Regions from separate parts of the Sus scrofa genome. Here regions 1, 3, 4 and 5 are each linked to region 2. The links are chromatin contacts, called in public Hi-C, HiChIP or PLAC-seq and promoter capture Hi-C maps. All regions are on one chromosome and are shown on one strand. Each heading gives the region's core, a stretch centred on a gene start, on an enhancer-like site or on the middle of the called end of the contact. The rest is flanking DNA. Distances are from core to core; before and after follow the strand shown. Region 1 holds the start of C6H16orf46. Region 2 holds the start of DYNLRB2 (dynein light chain roadblock-type 2). Region 3 holds the start of ATMIN (ATM interactor). Region 4 holds the start of CMC2 (COX assembly mitochondrial protein 2 homolog). Region 5 overlaps LOC102166063 (a long non-coding RNA gene).

Region 1 (2,700 bases), core at 142-2,641, 470 kb before region 2:
GTATGCGGTTTTGTACTGTTCTTTTGAGAAGTATTTGGGCATGCCATTAATTCTAAGTTGCGAAATACAAAAGATCCAGAAATGTGTGTGTTAGATAAAGAACACCTTAAAAAGTAGAAAAGCACTTCTGACCTCTCAGAATAACGTAATTTATACGTCATAAAATATGGCCTTTCCAAAGACTTGATAGGCTTTCTAATTAGTATTGTTCCTTCTGTAGGAAAAAAACCGTAGTACACACCCATCTTCCCAAACGGCTTTTAATCACCGTGGTATAAGAGGCTTATATTCTAATATTTTTCTCCAGCAGAAATAGTCACACTTTAAGAACTATTAAGCAGAGGGGCTTTGGAATCAGACCGAAGTTGGGTTCTACCACTAATGCCTGACTGGGCACAGGAGTCCACCCCTGGCTGCATCTCGGGATGCTCGAAAGTGGGTGGCTTTTCATTGTCTTCAACCAGCGCTTTAACGACGTGGAGCTACTTTTCCACATTTGTATAAAAGATGCCAATGGTCCCCCTCACAGGCCACACGACAGCGGATTCGAACCAGTCCCGCCCAGCCAAGTGAGCGGCATAAATTCCCACTGTGAAGTTTCTGACTTGCACTACCCTGCCACAGTCCCTACGGAGGCGGGGCGACTCGGGGACAGCTGGCAAAGTCTGGGGACGGTTTTGGTCGTCAGGCACCTAGCGGGTAAAAACCAGGAAAGCTGCTAGCCACGCCCCCGAGACCCAACCCGCGCCAAGGGGAGCGCTGCGCGGGGAGAGAGGTCCTAGATCTCTGAGAGGAAGCTGGTCCCAAAGCCTTCGCTTTCTAACTCCAAGGGCCGACGGGCACCCAGTCCCTCGGTCGCTTTTCCTGAACGGCGCTTAGGGCTACACTGGTACCTCGCGAAGCGCCCGCCGCTCCTCACGCGCTGGTGGAAAGTTCGCAGCCGCGCAGCCTGCTGGGAGCACGAGACCGCCGCGGTCAGTGAGCGTCGCCTACTGCGCTCAGCTTGGTAGCGCGAGGCGGGTGTACGTCACTTCCGCCGCGGACCCGCCCACCACCCCGCCCCCAGCGCGTCCGTAACCCAGGGCAACTGTCTTGGTCGCCCGCCGGCGGGGACTAAGCTGCCCGGGGGCCTTCCACCCAGCTGGCTCCACTGGAGGGTGTGAGCGGCCGCGGCCGCTTCCCCGCCTCCGGGCAAGGCCCCTGACCTCTCCACGGGGCGGCAGAGCGAGACGTCCTGCCCAGTTCGGAAGGAAGCCGCCCTCTCAGGCGAGGAGGCAAAAGGGAGAGGTAGCGCGGGCCTGGGCTGAACTAAGAGTAGGCAGGGTTTGAGGAGGAGGGCGCGGCATGGGTGGGGCAGTGGGAGGAGCCGTTGACAGGGCGGAGCCCTGGGAGGGAGGAGCCAATGGAGGAAGGGGGCTTGGTGGAGCAAGTAGGGCCGCTTTGCAGGAGGGCACAGCTGTTGAAATACGGGAAGACGTCTTTTTCGGTGAGGTAGGGCCCGGGGGAAAAAGGGGAGGAGCTAAATGAGAAAAAAGAAAGATCGTGGAAGGGGAGGAGCCTGCGGGGAGGGGGTGGGGCTACTAAAGGGAAGTGGAGCCGTCTGTGAAGTGCTTGGGCTTTAGGAGCGACAGGTGTGGTGTGTGTTTGACGGCTTAAATTTTCTTGTACATTGTTTGCTGTGTGAGAGCTGGGAGGCCAGGCCTTGCTTTATTTACCATTTTACTGCCAATGTTACGCATATAACAGGCACCTAGTGAGTAATGAGTAATAAATGTGAGTGGAAAAAAAAAGAGTCGAAAACTGAGATTGGAGTAGAAATGCTCTACTCCATAGGGAGGAATGGGTGTAGAAACCGCGCTCCTAGAAATCATTCTATGAATAATCAAAGCTGCTGTGCTCTGTGGGCATATAAGAAGCGTAAAGATAATTAATATGGGGAGATAAAATTTACACTCTTGAAAATGCAAACAAATTGTTCCAATTGGGTGGTGCATATGCTCAGCTTTAAGGCAGAGTTTCAGTTGCCCGCCAAGTTGTGGTCTCAGACTGAATTAGATTGGAATCCCGGTATCATTTTCCGTCGAAACTAGGAACAGCTATTTTCCTTTGGAAACAGTGATCAGCCTGCCCAGGACAATCTTCAAGACCTATTTAACCAGTTCATATGCTTGAAGCTTAAGTCTTTAGTAAGAAACTTAACTTCCGTCAGTGCTAACAGTGTTTGTATTCTTTGATTTTTTTCATTCAACACATATTGATAAGGATCCACAGGAATATCCATTTATAATTTTAAATGAGGCTGCGTGTTTCCCTGGCTGATATTCTGACATAGATTCAAGATCCTTTTAAACCTAAATTGGGTGTAGGAGCTTGCTGTAGAGCCCGGGAGTGGTAAGGAGTTTTGAGGGAATGCTGCCTGCCTTTGACAGAAACAACTCGCTTTTGTCTTACACACTCTGCACTTTTCACATTTTCTAGCCTATCCCCTCTCATCATTTACTGATTAAGGGAGTTCTCTTATGGCACAACGGGTTAAGGATCTGGCGCCTCTGCAGCGGTTTGGTTGCTATGGTGTGGGTCATATCCCTGGCCCAGGAACTTACACATGCCACAAGAGTGGCCAAGAAAAAAATTTAATTAAGAATATGTCAACCAGAGAAACTGGTACAACATTGTAAGTCAACTATACTTTAAAAAATT
Region 2 (2,700 bases), core at 177-2,676:
CTCGTCAGGTGAAAAATCGAAACTATGAAATGACAGTGCTATTAACGAAATAACAGTGTCAGAAACTTCCTGGTTATAGTCTAAAGGCTGAAAAAAAAGAAAAAAGGAAAGAGGAATGGCTTTCTCTGATATGATTCACTCTGTTTTTTTGGTATTTGCAGCTAATGTTTGTATCTCACGTTGGAAAGCATTGCACTAAAGCATAATAGCGGTACAGGAGAGCACTAACAGTACATTTTTGCCATTTTGTCTATAAGACAACGCCACAGATCCTTTCAGCCACAGCCCTCGTTTTTCTTTTTCTGTTTCACTTCTAACCGAACAATTTTCTCTGCTCTTCCTGGCATTTCACTCTTTTCCCATGTGTTTTCTTCTTTCGTGATTTCTGAGACCTCTTAATACAATCGCCTAATCCCCATGGCCAATCTTCTTTTCATTCCTTTCTTAAAAAACCAACAACTTTTTGCTTTCACTTTGCTCTTTTTCAAACTTTCCTCAGTCGCCACTATCCTTTTCTTATCCTCCTCCCCTTTCTTTTTTTTTTTTTTTTTTTTTTTTTTGCTTTTTAGGGCGCCATCCGTGACATATGGTGGTTCGAATCAGAGCTACAGCTGCTGGTCTGCACCACAGCCACAGCAACGCTAGATCCGAGCGGCGTCTGCGACCTACACCGCAGCTCACTGCAATGCCGGATCCGTAATCCACTGAGCGAGGCCAGGGATGGAACCTGCGTTCTCATGGATTCTAGTCGGGTTTGTTAACCAGTGAGCCACAAAGGGAACTCCTCCTTTCCCCCCCCCCCCCCCCCCTCAATGTTTCCTCCTTCTCCCTTCTCTCCATTCCCTTGCGTTCCCAGTCCCATCTCTTTCTTTCCTCTCAGGGAGATTTTTCTCCTCTCTTTGGCGCCCCTCCCCTTTTCGAAATTTCCTCGCTCTTAACGAGATTTCCCATCCCCCTCAGGATCTTTCATCCCCTCCGTATCTCTCTTCCTCTTTACGATATTCTCCCTCCCCAATTACTACCGCAAGAACCACCCCCCCACCTTAGATATATATGCCCCAAGACAGCTTTCCCATCTAGATATATTCTTCCCCCTCTTCCATGGTAGCTTTTAGTCCCTCCAGGGTCTCCGCGTCGCCCCTCCAAGAAGCTTGCGGAACACCCAGCCCACCGCTGTGCCGGGACCCGCCGGGCCCCGGGACCCGCCGGGCCGGGATCGGTCCCGGGAGCCGGGCAGCGAAACCCCTCGCCCTTAGAGCGGCGGGTCGGGGACGGAGACCCCGGATTTACCATCGCTCGGGCGGCGAAACTCTGGGCTCAATCTAGCGCTACGGCAGCGAGGATGTCAACAACGCTTCCAAGTCGTTGCTAGGAGACCGGGGAGGAAGTGACCTTCCGGAAGTGTTGGTGCCGCGCCTGCGTGTTTGCGGGTCGGGCAGCCGCCAGGCAGGTTCTTCCGCCCCGAGCTGGCCTGGCGCCTCCCGGCCGCCATAAGCGGAGGCTGGGGAGCGTGGCCCCGAGTGCTCACCTGGGGTCGAGGAGTACCGAGGGGCTTAGGCCGGGCTCCGGGTCATTCGTTCGTCCTCTCATTCATTCATTCCTTGAGGTACGCATTCGTGTAACAGGCACTTCTTCATCCAAGAACGATTTATTGACCACCTACCACGTCCCGGGCTCTCCTCTGGGTCTGGGGTCCATTCTAGCGCGGGAGACAGCCGAATGCGACAAAACGAAGCAATACCGTCTAAGTGTGATACGTGCTCTGGACCAAATAAGCCGGGGTGGGTCCGTCTGACTCCGAGGTGACATTTGGTACTAGACTCCGATGCCTGTGACACTCGGAGAACTGTCGCGCTGCCTCGTGCGGCGCTGATAGGTTTGTTCCCCGCCCCCAAGGACAGTTGTTTTTAATTAAAGCAGAACTATATCGCAGCATCGAAAAGTAGTAGCTTATGTATTTTCATTAATTTACATCTCCCCACCCCCAAAGCAGTAGGTGAAGCGCCATCTTACGGCTTATATTCTCCGTACTTCTAGCACCCCCAAGCTGCCCTTCACTCAGTGGGAAGAGTTGCTCCATACTGGTAATTTTGTTTAGTGTATTAGGATCTTTATTTTTGTTTTTACAGAATTATTTGCCCACATTTCTGAGTTGCTGTAAAACTGTAAATGCTAGTGTCGGAGGTTCTACCGAGGGCCATAGAAAAGCAGCTCGCTGGGTTTTTAAGGAACTGGTGGGGAAACAAGTTAGAGCAGTTAGGGATGGTCAGAAGTCACCTGCTCGTTTGAAGGGCATTGTGTATCTTTGTAGCCTGGGAGGAAGAGCACAGCTATGTGTGAGGCACAGAAGGAAAGTTTTGTGTCGTGTTTTCATGTGGTCCTAGGGTTTGAAGAGGGCTTTGATTACTAAACTGAGTACTAAATACAAGTGGTGAGTTGCAGATGCATCTTCATAGGGACCATGCTATAATGATCCCTGTAATACTGATCTGGTTTGTGCTTCCATTTCCAGTAAGTTGTCTCACCACAAACAAGACAGGCAATAGGTAGGAGCATCAACTAGAATTTCTATAGGTTCTTGTCAGGGATTCCCCAGGAATGGTTTTGAACTGGGAGGGTTTGGACTAGATGATCCGTTTCAGTTTGGTCTTGTCAGTTTAGGATTTTTACATTATGTACAGAAACACTCTTGAGAAGCTC
Region 3 (2,700 bases), core at 191-2,690, 440 kb before region 2:
ATACTGGGTTGGTGCTAGAAGAGTACTGCCCTTTATGGCTAACACATCGGCCCTACCTCAGACGATAAACTCGAACGTTCTGCTGTTCCACCTTATCAGAAGCCTGATTCTAAAAAAGTTTCTGAGGAAGACTGACCTGAAGGGCAGAGAGAACACACAACAGGCTAGGTCATTTGAGCTTACTCCCGAATCGATTCCGACCGCCCAAAGCCACAGAGTCACAAGACTGCTTTCAGTGACACGCTTTGGAAGTGTCACTGTCGGCAGAGGAAGACTTCAAGAAGTGGTGGAAGGCAGCTTCCTGCTGAAATGACGGGGAAATTACGATTTAATGGGTGGGGCTGGATATCTGGATTTTTAATAAGCTTTCTACAGATGAGCACTAAAGGCTGAAAATCAGCGCCCTAACCGACGTAAGGCGGAAGGGCTGTCCGGACTACTGTCCTGTTATTCTATACCGTGGCCCCTCTTACAGCAGATCCGCGGGAGAAGTTTCCCTTAGGTCTCATGCCTGAGCAAAGCCGATTTCACCGACGCTGTCAAGCCTGGGACGCCCGAGCTGAGGGCCAAATCTGCAGCTCCCTGCCAACAACCGGGCAGGACCTAGAGGCCTGAAGGAGGTGTTGTGGGTGTGGTGGAGAGAGCACCGCCTTCGGAAGCCGAGCCCAGGTTTAAACCCCAGCCCTACGCAGGCTGCGTCATCGGTTTCCCATCAATAGGATGGAGGAGCTGCGGGGGCTCACGAGACGGACGTGGGAAAGACCCGGGCCGCCAGGTGCGAGGCCGGGGGTCCCGCCGGTCCGAGCCTGGCAGCCCAGAGCCATGACACAGGGTTTTCCCGGCGCTGCGCCTCCCTGCGTTCTAGCTCCCACTCTCCCTGCCGGGCTCCCTCACCAGTCTGGCCCGTTTTAGGGTCTCGAAGCGCCTTCCGCCGCGGCCGGACCCCCGGCGCGTTCCCGTCCGCGTCCCGCGCCCGCCCTGGGAGTCGGACCCGCGCCCTCGGCCCCGAGCGCCCGAGGCAGGCGCTTGGTCGCGCCAGGCCCCGGGGGGCGCCGTGCGCGGCGGGCTCACCTGCAGGCGGTGGCTCTTGACCAGGTGCATGTTGAGTGCGGGGCTGTTGGGCAGGATCTTACCGCAGCCGCGCACCGTGCACAGGATGTTGGTCCGCACGGCCCGGGACAGCTCGCTCACCGACGGCTGGATGAGCTCCCGCGCCGGCGGCGCCGGACCGGCGGACTGTTGCCTCGCCCCCGCGGGTCGCGGCCGGCTGCCCCTCAGCCGCCCGGGGGGTCCCCATGGGCCCGAGGCGGCGGCGGCTCCCCTTGCGGCCGTCGGGCCGGCCGGGGCGCCCGAGGCCAGAGCCGCGGGCCCGGCCGCCGCCGCCGCCTCAGAGGCCGCCATGGCTCCCGCTCGGCAGCCGTGCCGAGCCTGCAGGCCCCGCCTCCTGCTGCAGCGACTTCCGGTAGGGGGCGGGGCCCCAGGCTTATTAGCATCCGGCGGGTACCGGCGGCCGCGGCGCCCCCTCCTGGGGGCGGAGTGCGTGCTTGCGGGAGTCACTGCCAGGTAAGGTGGTCCGGTTGAAAAACCTCCTAGGGGTTCCTGCAAAGAGGTAGAGGGTTTTCTTTCCGTCTTTCTAGAAACATGACCTCGGTCAATAACTGGATAGAATAAAAAGCATTGCGAAGTTCTCCTTGTGGCGCAGCGGGGACGAATCCGACTAGGAAACATGAGGTTGCTGGTTCGATCCCTGGCCTAGCTCAGTGGGTTAAGGATCTGGCGTTGCTCCGAATTGCGGTGTAGGTAGCAGATGCAGCTCGGATCTGGCGTTGCTGTGGTGTATGCAGCAGCTGTAGCTCCGCTTGGACCCTAGCCTGGGAATCTCCATATGCCTAAGGGGGAGAAAAACAGCATTTCCTTTTCAGGATCTTCCCAAAAATTAGAAATAACCCAAATATTCAAAGGCAGGAGACACAAGCGTATGTTAACTACGCTCTGGTTTTACCAGAACTGGGGAATGCACTTTTCATTGACTATCTGATTTTGCCTTTAAAACAGCCACAGCAGGTGTTTTCTTCCATTTGCAGAGTAACTAGCCCGAGGTCACATTAAACAAAGGAAAGGATTGTTATAATTGACAGTTAATCATTTTAACCGCTGAAATTTGATTACTGTTTGGGAGACCATAGCTCAAGACAGGGTTCCAAAACCTAAGTAGGAAGCATGACTAGGTAGGGTAGGAAGCCAGGTGTAGCCAAAAGGGGGGGGGGGGAGGTGTGCAGTAAAATGGGATACAGCCTTTCTTTATTATTTTTAAATTTTTATGGTCATGCCTGAGGCATGTGGAAGTTCCCAGGCCAGGGATCGAACTCACACCACAGCAGTGATCCAAGCTGCAGCAGTGACAATGCCAGATCCTTAATCTGCAGAGGCACCAGGGAACTCTACATCCATTGTTTAGAGATGGCAACTGTGGAGTTCCTTGGTGGCACAGCACAGTAAGGATACAGCATTGTCACTTCAGTGGCTCAGGTTGCTACTGTGGTGCAGGTTTGATTTCTGGCCTGGGAACTTCCAGTTGCTGAGGGCCCAGCCAAAACAAACAAAAACAAAACAAAACAAAGAGGTGGCATCACTGGACTAATTTTGCAAGATTTCATGTGAAAGCATCCAAATTTTATATATTAGCAGCCCTATTTGCTT
Region 4 (2,700 bases), core at 104-2,603, 410 kb before region 2:
GTCCCTGCCCTTGTTCAGTGGGTTAACGATCCGGGTTGCCGTGAGCTGTGGTGTAGGTTGCAGACGCGGCTCGGATCCCGCGTTGCTGTGGCTCTGGCGTAGGCCAGTGGCTACAGCTCCGATTCAACCCCTAGCCTGGGAATCTCCATATGCCGCGGGAGCGGCCCAAGAAATAGCAGCAACAACAACAGACAAAAGACAAAAAAAAAAAAAAAAAAAAAAAAAAGAAATTACCTGAAGTTATCTTGCTTACTAATTACTTTATGGCATTACAATATTCGATTAAGCTCCACCAGGGCAGGAACTATGTCTTATTCATTGCTGCATTCCTAAAATCTCGAACAGGGTCGGTCTAGGCAGCCCGAGAACTGTCTAGTGGAAATAACTGAGAAATACCAGCAGCAGTACCTGACGAGGTAAACAACCTGAGAAGAATTAGGGTCCAACGGTCAGTCAAAGTAACAAACCTTCGTTCCATCAAAAACACTGGAGGTGTGGGTGGTTGTTAAAACACAGATTTCTGGGCCCCAACGATTTAAACTGGGGGGTGGAGTGGACCGAGAAGGGCTTGAGATTTTGCATTTTTAGAATAGGAGTCTTAGTTCTGGCTAAAGCTGGGGAATGCCATTCTAAAGAATTCTGGTAGAATGCACTCGATCTTATCAGTAAAGTTTGAAAGCCCTTGAATAAACTTCGGATTCTGATACCTAATTTCTTTGTATTTCCTAGCACTTAACACAACGCCTGGCAAATAGCAGGTGTTTGAAATACAGCAGTTGAATGAACACATGACAAAAAAGATCTGCTTTACATAACTTTCCTGTAAATCTACGGAGCCGAAAGGCTGCCATAAGGACCAGAAGGAGTAATGCGAGAGGCTACAAAGACTAAAAAGGATAGACGCTACGGTTAACCAAAACCTAAACATCCGACTCTGGGGAAAGGAGCAACCCAAGGTTGGGATAGTTCACCCCGTGACAGCTCGGGGCGGAGCCAGCAGGACGCAGGCCTACGTTAGGCCCCGCCCCACCACGGGCGGACGTGACGTCACCGCCCAGCATCACCGCCCTCCTCGTCTCGGCCTCAACCGTAGTCCCCAGCCCCCTGCCCAAGACCAAGACCCACTCCACGACGTGGGGCAGTTGAGAAAGAGTCGCCTCAGAGGCGTGGGATGTGGCTTCTCCAGGGCTCCTGCCACACTCGGGGGGCCCGATCCCGTGCCACCAGCGGCTGTCTTACCGTTCCACATCGCAAGCCGGCTCTCTCCTCATCTATTCCCGCCTGCTGCACCTTCAAAGCTACCAATTGCAGTTCCCGCCGCCCTCGAGCCCCGCCCACTGGAGCTCAAACTTTGGACCGTACCCTCGGCACAGGGGACCGCGTGGGGGAGCGACCGGCGTGAAACTCGCTCGGCTTCCGCCTTACTCTTGTTTTCGAAAATACTGTCTGAATGCAGTAACTCTTAGCCATGAAATATGGCTTGTCAGTTTGGCCTCAGTGTACGCCCTGCCGGCCCTCCGTGGACTCGCTCTCCCTCCCCCCACAGCACCTGAAAATGGGCCCGTCCAAGCCGGGCGGCACATGCGCCTCAGGCGGCGAGAGGCGGGGGCCGGCCCGGCAGGGTCAGCTGTGTAGGGCGCCCGGCCGCCGCCACCAGGACCTGTACCGGCGCCGAGGCCGCGGGCCTTTGAGTGCAGCGTCTACGCTGGTGAATACCGCTTCCGCTCTCCGCGTGTGGCTGCGAGTCGGGTGAGTCTCCGGAGCGCTTTCTTCCGGGCCGCGGTGCCATTGGAGGCCGCTGGACACCCACCTGTCCCCGCCCAAGGTCCTTCCCTCGTGCGCCCCGCTGCGTCCCGTCCTGCCGAGACTTCTTGCCCCCTCGGAGGTTGGGGCCGCCGCTCTGGGGATTGCCTGAGCCCCGAACCCTCCAGCATTCGCCGAGGACGCGCTGGTAGTTGAGAGTAGGCTTTGGTGTAGACCTTTCCTCTGCTGGAGTAGGCCCCGCTGCTCTCTAGCCTCTGACCTTGGGCGAGCTGCTCCTAACCCTGGGCCTCAGCTTCCTCGCCTGTGAAATGGGTGTAACACATCGCGTTGGTTGTGAGAAGGGATGCCCTTAACGCTGTGTTTGCCACGGTGAGCGCTCGCTACCTTGTGTGCTTATTGCTGTTACTGAATAGCTGGGAGTAGAGAAATTGCCTGCAGAAGGTGGGATCCTGTTAGGGCGCTTCTCAGCTGCGGCGAAAGTTGCCACCAACTCGCGGCGTGAGAATCCAGATTGCCAATATCCCCAGCAGTACACTTTTCAAGGAAAGTGACGTTCAAATCCCTTTTCTTGGGTGTGAAGATTACCTTGCTTGTCGTTTCACAATGAGTGCTTTATGAAGAGTCTTAAATAAATCCGAGTTCTGGAAATCCTTCGTTTGAAGATTTAAATATGTAAAAGAACTTTTAGCTGGCAAAGGAATTTTGTTGTGACAGCCCTTGAATCTCTCCTATACATAAAAGCTTCTGGGCTTGTTTGGTGGGTTTAAAATGAGCCTCATTTCCATTCTTTTTTGTTTGTTTTTCTTAAAAACTATGTTGCCCTCTGAACCAGTTCTCAAAGCTGTGATAATCCTGCGTTCAACATTGGGCAAACATGTATTAGGCATTGACTGTGTGCCTTTAAGGAGAATATTCCCTTCCTCACTAGCCAGTATG
Region 5 (2,700 bases), core at 70-2,569, 370 kb before region 2:
TCTGCCTTTTATTTGCCTAGTTATACTAGTGTGCTATGGTTGCTCTAACAAAGTGCCACAGACAAAGTGCGTCATAGGGGCTTCAAACAACAGCAATTTATGTCCTTAGCTTTGGAGGCCAGAATTCCAAAATCAGTTCCATCGGGTCCTAGTCATGGTGTCAGCAGGACTCGTTTGTGCTGGGAGCTCTAGGGGAAAATCAGTGTCTGGTGGCTGCTGACATTCCTTGGCTAGGGCTGTGTCACCGTCCCTGCCCCCGTGGCCATAGGTCCTTATCTTCTGTGTTTGATCGCCCTTTGCCGGACACTTGTGATGGCATTTAGGGCCCATAGATGATCCAGGATAATCTCCCTATCTCAAGATTTTAAATTTAATCACATCTACAAAGACCCCTTTTAGCATATAAGGTCACAGTCACTGGTTCCAGGTGTTAGGACCTGATGTCTTTGGGGCTCATGATTCGGCCTCATACACGTAGTGATATTGAGGGATGGTGGGTTTGCTTCACATCCGATACTGTGGCGTGAAATTGGATGGGTGAAAATTGCAGGCTGCACACAGGCTCTCCTGGGGAGGATTTTCCCACTGTTCTGAATGGGGACCGAGTTGGGTTTTTTTATTTTTAAATTCCCCTTCCCTGTTCCCTCGTTGATTTGTTTATGCCAGAGCATCTTTACTAAAAGACTGATGAACTCATGAACATGCCCCAATTCACATTCTCCTGGTAGGGAATTAATCCCCCGATCCCCAGCCATCTCCGAAATGTGTGGAAGGGGCTTTGGTTGCGATTTGAGTCAAGAAGACCCCAAACTGTATTGCCTGGGAGTGAGAGGAGAGAGCATTTGCTGCATCAGCTGGTAAGTGATTATTTTCTAGTGGCGGACTCCTAAATTTGAAACGATAAAAGATTGGCCCTGACACAGTCCAGGAACAGCTTGTAACTGATCTGGAACGTCATGTTTTACTGTTCCTTCATCAAACTGGAGAGCAGTGGTTGCGGAAGTGGGTTCTGTAAATATTGCTTGGAAGCTTTCATGTTTCCACAGAAAACAGATGCCAAGTGTTTTCATCATTATCGATGTTTGAAGTTACTGGATTAAGCACTCGTCTACTCCCTGGAACAGCCAAATGTCAGCAGTGGCCTTGGGTGGGGAGGAGATGGAGGGTGGGGGAAGTAAAGAGAATTTGTATAAGTTTGCGGAGTAAGTTAGCTGGAGGGCCTTCGTTTTCTGCAAGTGAGGCCTAAAAGTGAAGTATTTATCATCTCAGAGATAGAGAAACAGAATCATCATTAACATGAGTCACAATGCTGTGTTGTTCAACAGGGAACAAGATGACTTAGGGGCAGAATAAAACGACTTCATTTGTGTCTCTTAGGAACACAGCGTTCCGTGGTCTGCTGGTCTGCATAAGCCCTTGGGTAAAAGAATGGCCACGTGTCTGTTCTGTTCCCCAAGGTGATCGGCGGCTTTGTTACTGCCGTCCCTCTGGGGTTGCCTTTCAGATAATTAACTGATGATGGCGATGGTGTGTTTCTTCAGGTCCAGGCACTGTGCTTTACTTGTGCGATCGTCTAATCCTCACATTGTCCTCTAGGGTAAGTGTCATTGTCCCTGTTTTATAGATGAGGAAGACAAGGCTGGAGAGGTTTGGCGACTGCCAGCTCGCTACTAGGTGTCCCAGCCGAGGTCTGACCCTTTGGCTTCTGATCCAGAGCCCGGCTCTTTGTCCCTCGCTCTCTCCTCTCTCATTAGATGAGCTTGGGAATTCCCTTCACTCTCGCTCAAAAGCCCACGTAATTCCTTTGGCAAAGTTTGCCCCGCCGGGTTCATTCATGGCCATTGTTAGGCAGGTGAGGGTGCCTGTAAGGTTTTAGCTGCTTTGTGAAGTCTGAGATACAGATATGTTTCCCCTGCCCCCTCCGGCAGGAAGGATAATTTCCCCTCAGATTCCTATCTTTTTCTGACCGAGGAGTTAACACCCTGGTTTTCAAGGTGTGCTTGTAGTGGGCCCTTGAGTTCTGCAGGCTGGGGCGGTAGAATACCACGTTCACACATGCCTTCGTTCCCTTAGCAGGTGTTTGCGGAGCTCCCATCCAGGCCAGGTGTTGGGGACACACTTGTCCTCAGCCTCCTGGAGCCCGCAGAGTTTTTTAACAAGGGAGCGATGGGCATGTTAGGCCGGACAGTTCCTCCCTGTGTGGGCCTGTCCGGCTCATGCTGGGTCTCACTCCTCCCTGCCCCTGACCCATTCAATTCCCAAGCAGGGAAAAAGCGAAAAATGCCCGCACACACTTTCATAGGCCTCCAGAGGGCGCCCCTGCCCCCTGAATTTGTTAGAAACAGAAAAGTTTGGATGCACGACTTGGGTGTGGTGCACACTTGTCTTTTTCTAGGAATTTGGCCCATTTTAAGTGAGGACAATAGAAGGAGGAATTTAAAAAGCAGAAGGACCACCAAATTCCTTTATCAGAGTCCTGAACTGAGAAGTTGAGGTTTGGGATGCTGCCTGCTGGGCGGGACCAGGAAGACTGCCTTCCTCCTCATCCTCGGACCCCCCCCCCACCCCCGCTTCCCTGCCCCCATCTTGATCAGAGGGTAAATCAGATGAACCTGAACGACTGAGCCTGAGCCAGAGGCTGAGGGAGACCCTGGCCAGGAGGCGTGGAGAGGGGCTAGTGACCCAAAGCTCCGTGGGGGA

Evidence for each region. Promoter capture Hi-C pulls out the DNA fragments that hold promoters and counts their contacts. Hi-C and Micro-C count contacts between places; a contact is called where the count stands out from the background. HiChIP or PLAC-seq counts read pairs in DNA pulled down with a chosen protein or histone mark.
Region 1: a contact with region 2 is called in a Hi-C map of embryonic fibroblasts, with 2.8 times the contacts expected there. The contact joins the promoter of C6H16orf46 here to the promoter of DYNLRB2 in region 2. A contact is called at or near these places in 1 of 5 promoter capture datasets (liver), 3 of 47 Hi-C or Micro-C datasets (embryonic fibroblasts, heart right ventricle and mesenteric adipose tissue) and 1 of 2 datasets of contacts at active chromatin or transcription factors (alveolar macrophages).
Region 3: a promoter capture Hi-C map of liver shows a contact between it and region 2, with 3 times the contacts expected there. The contact joins the promoter of ATMIN here to the promoter of DYNLRB2 in region 2. A contact is called at or near these places in 1 of 5 promoter capture datasets (liver), 1 of 47 Hi-C or Micro-C datasets (heart right ventricle) and 1 of 2 datasets of contacts at active chromatin or transcription factors (alveolar macrophages).
Region 4: a contact with region 2 is called in an H3K27ac HiChIP or PLAC-seq map of alveolar macrophages. The contact joins the promoter of CMC2 here to the promoter of DYNLRB2 in region 2. A contact is called at or near these places in 2 of 2 datasets of contacts at active chromatin or transcription factors (alveolar macrophages and skeletal muscle).
Region 5: a Hi-C map of liver shows a contact between it and region 2, with 5 times the contacts expected there. The contact joins the enhancer-like site here to the promoter of DYNLRB2 in region 2. A contact is called at or near these places in 18 of 47 Hi-C or Micro-C datasets (alveolar macrophages, brain, embryonic fibroblasts and 11 more) and 2 of 2 datasets of contacts at active chromatin or transcription factors (alveolar macrophages and skeletal muscle).

Annotation. Positions count from the first base shown.
Region 1 is chr6:7,188,118-7,190,817 of Sscrofa11.1, forward strand. C6H16orf46 reads left to right here and starts at 1,392. Exons shown (of 4, transcript XM_021097049.1): 1 at 1,392-1,491.
Region 2 is chr6:7,659,954-7,662,653 of Sscrofa11.1, forward strand. DYNLRB2 (dynein light chain roadblock-type 2) reads right to left here and starts at 1,427. Exons shown (of 4, transcript XM_021097077.1): 1 at 1,291-1,427. The coding sequence starts at 1,293. The region is part of intron 8 of CDYL2 (chromodomain Y-like protein 2); the gene reads left to right.
Region 3 is chr6:7,221,755-7,224,454 of Sscrofa11.1, forward strand. It overlaps ATMIN (ATM interactor), which reads right to left and starts at 1,441. Exons shown (of 4, transcript XM_021097045.1): 1 at 1,072-1,441. The coding sequence starts at 1,401.
Region 4 is chr6:7,253,584-7,256,283 of Sscrofa11.1, forward strand. CMC2 (COX assembly mitochondrial protein 2 homolog) reads left to right here and starts at 1,354. Exons shown (of 2, transcript XM_021097072.1): 1 at 1,354-1,749. The coding sequence starts at 1,469. CENPN (centromere protein N) reads right to left here and starts at 1,344. Exons shown (of 11, transcript XM_021097067.1): 1 at 1,240-1,344.
Region 5 is chr6:7,290,617-7,293,316 of Sscrofa11.1, forward strand. It overlaps LOC102166063 (a long non-coding RNA gene), which reads right to left. Exons shown (of 2, transcript XR_300284.3): 2 at 1-2,700. Among named protein-coding and RNA genes, the nearest start is that of CMC2, 37 kb to the left of the region's middle. Within about 2 kb of position 1,320, at least 3 of the 83 cell types and tissues checked have an H3K27ac peak or open chromatin away from gene starts, as enhancers often do. A contact at or near this core is called in liver, where this site is marked.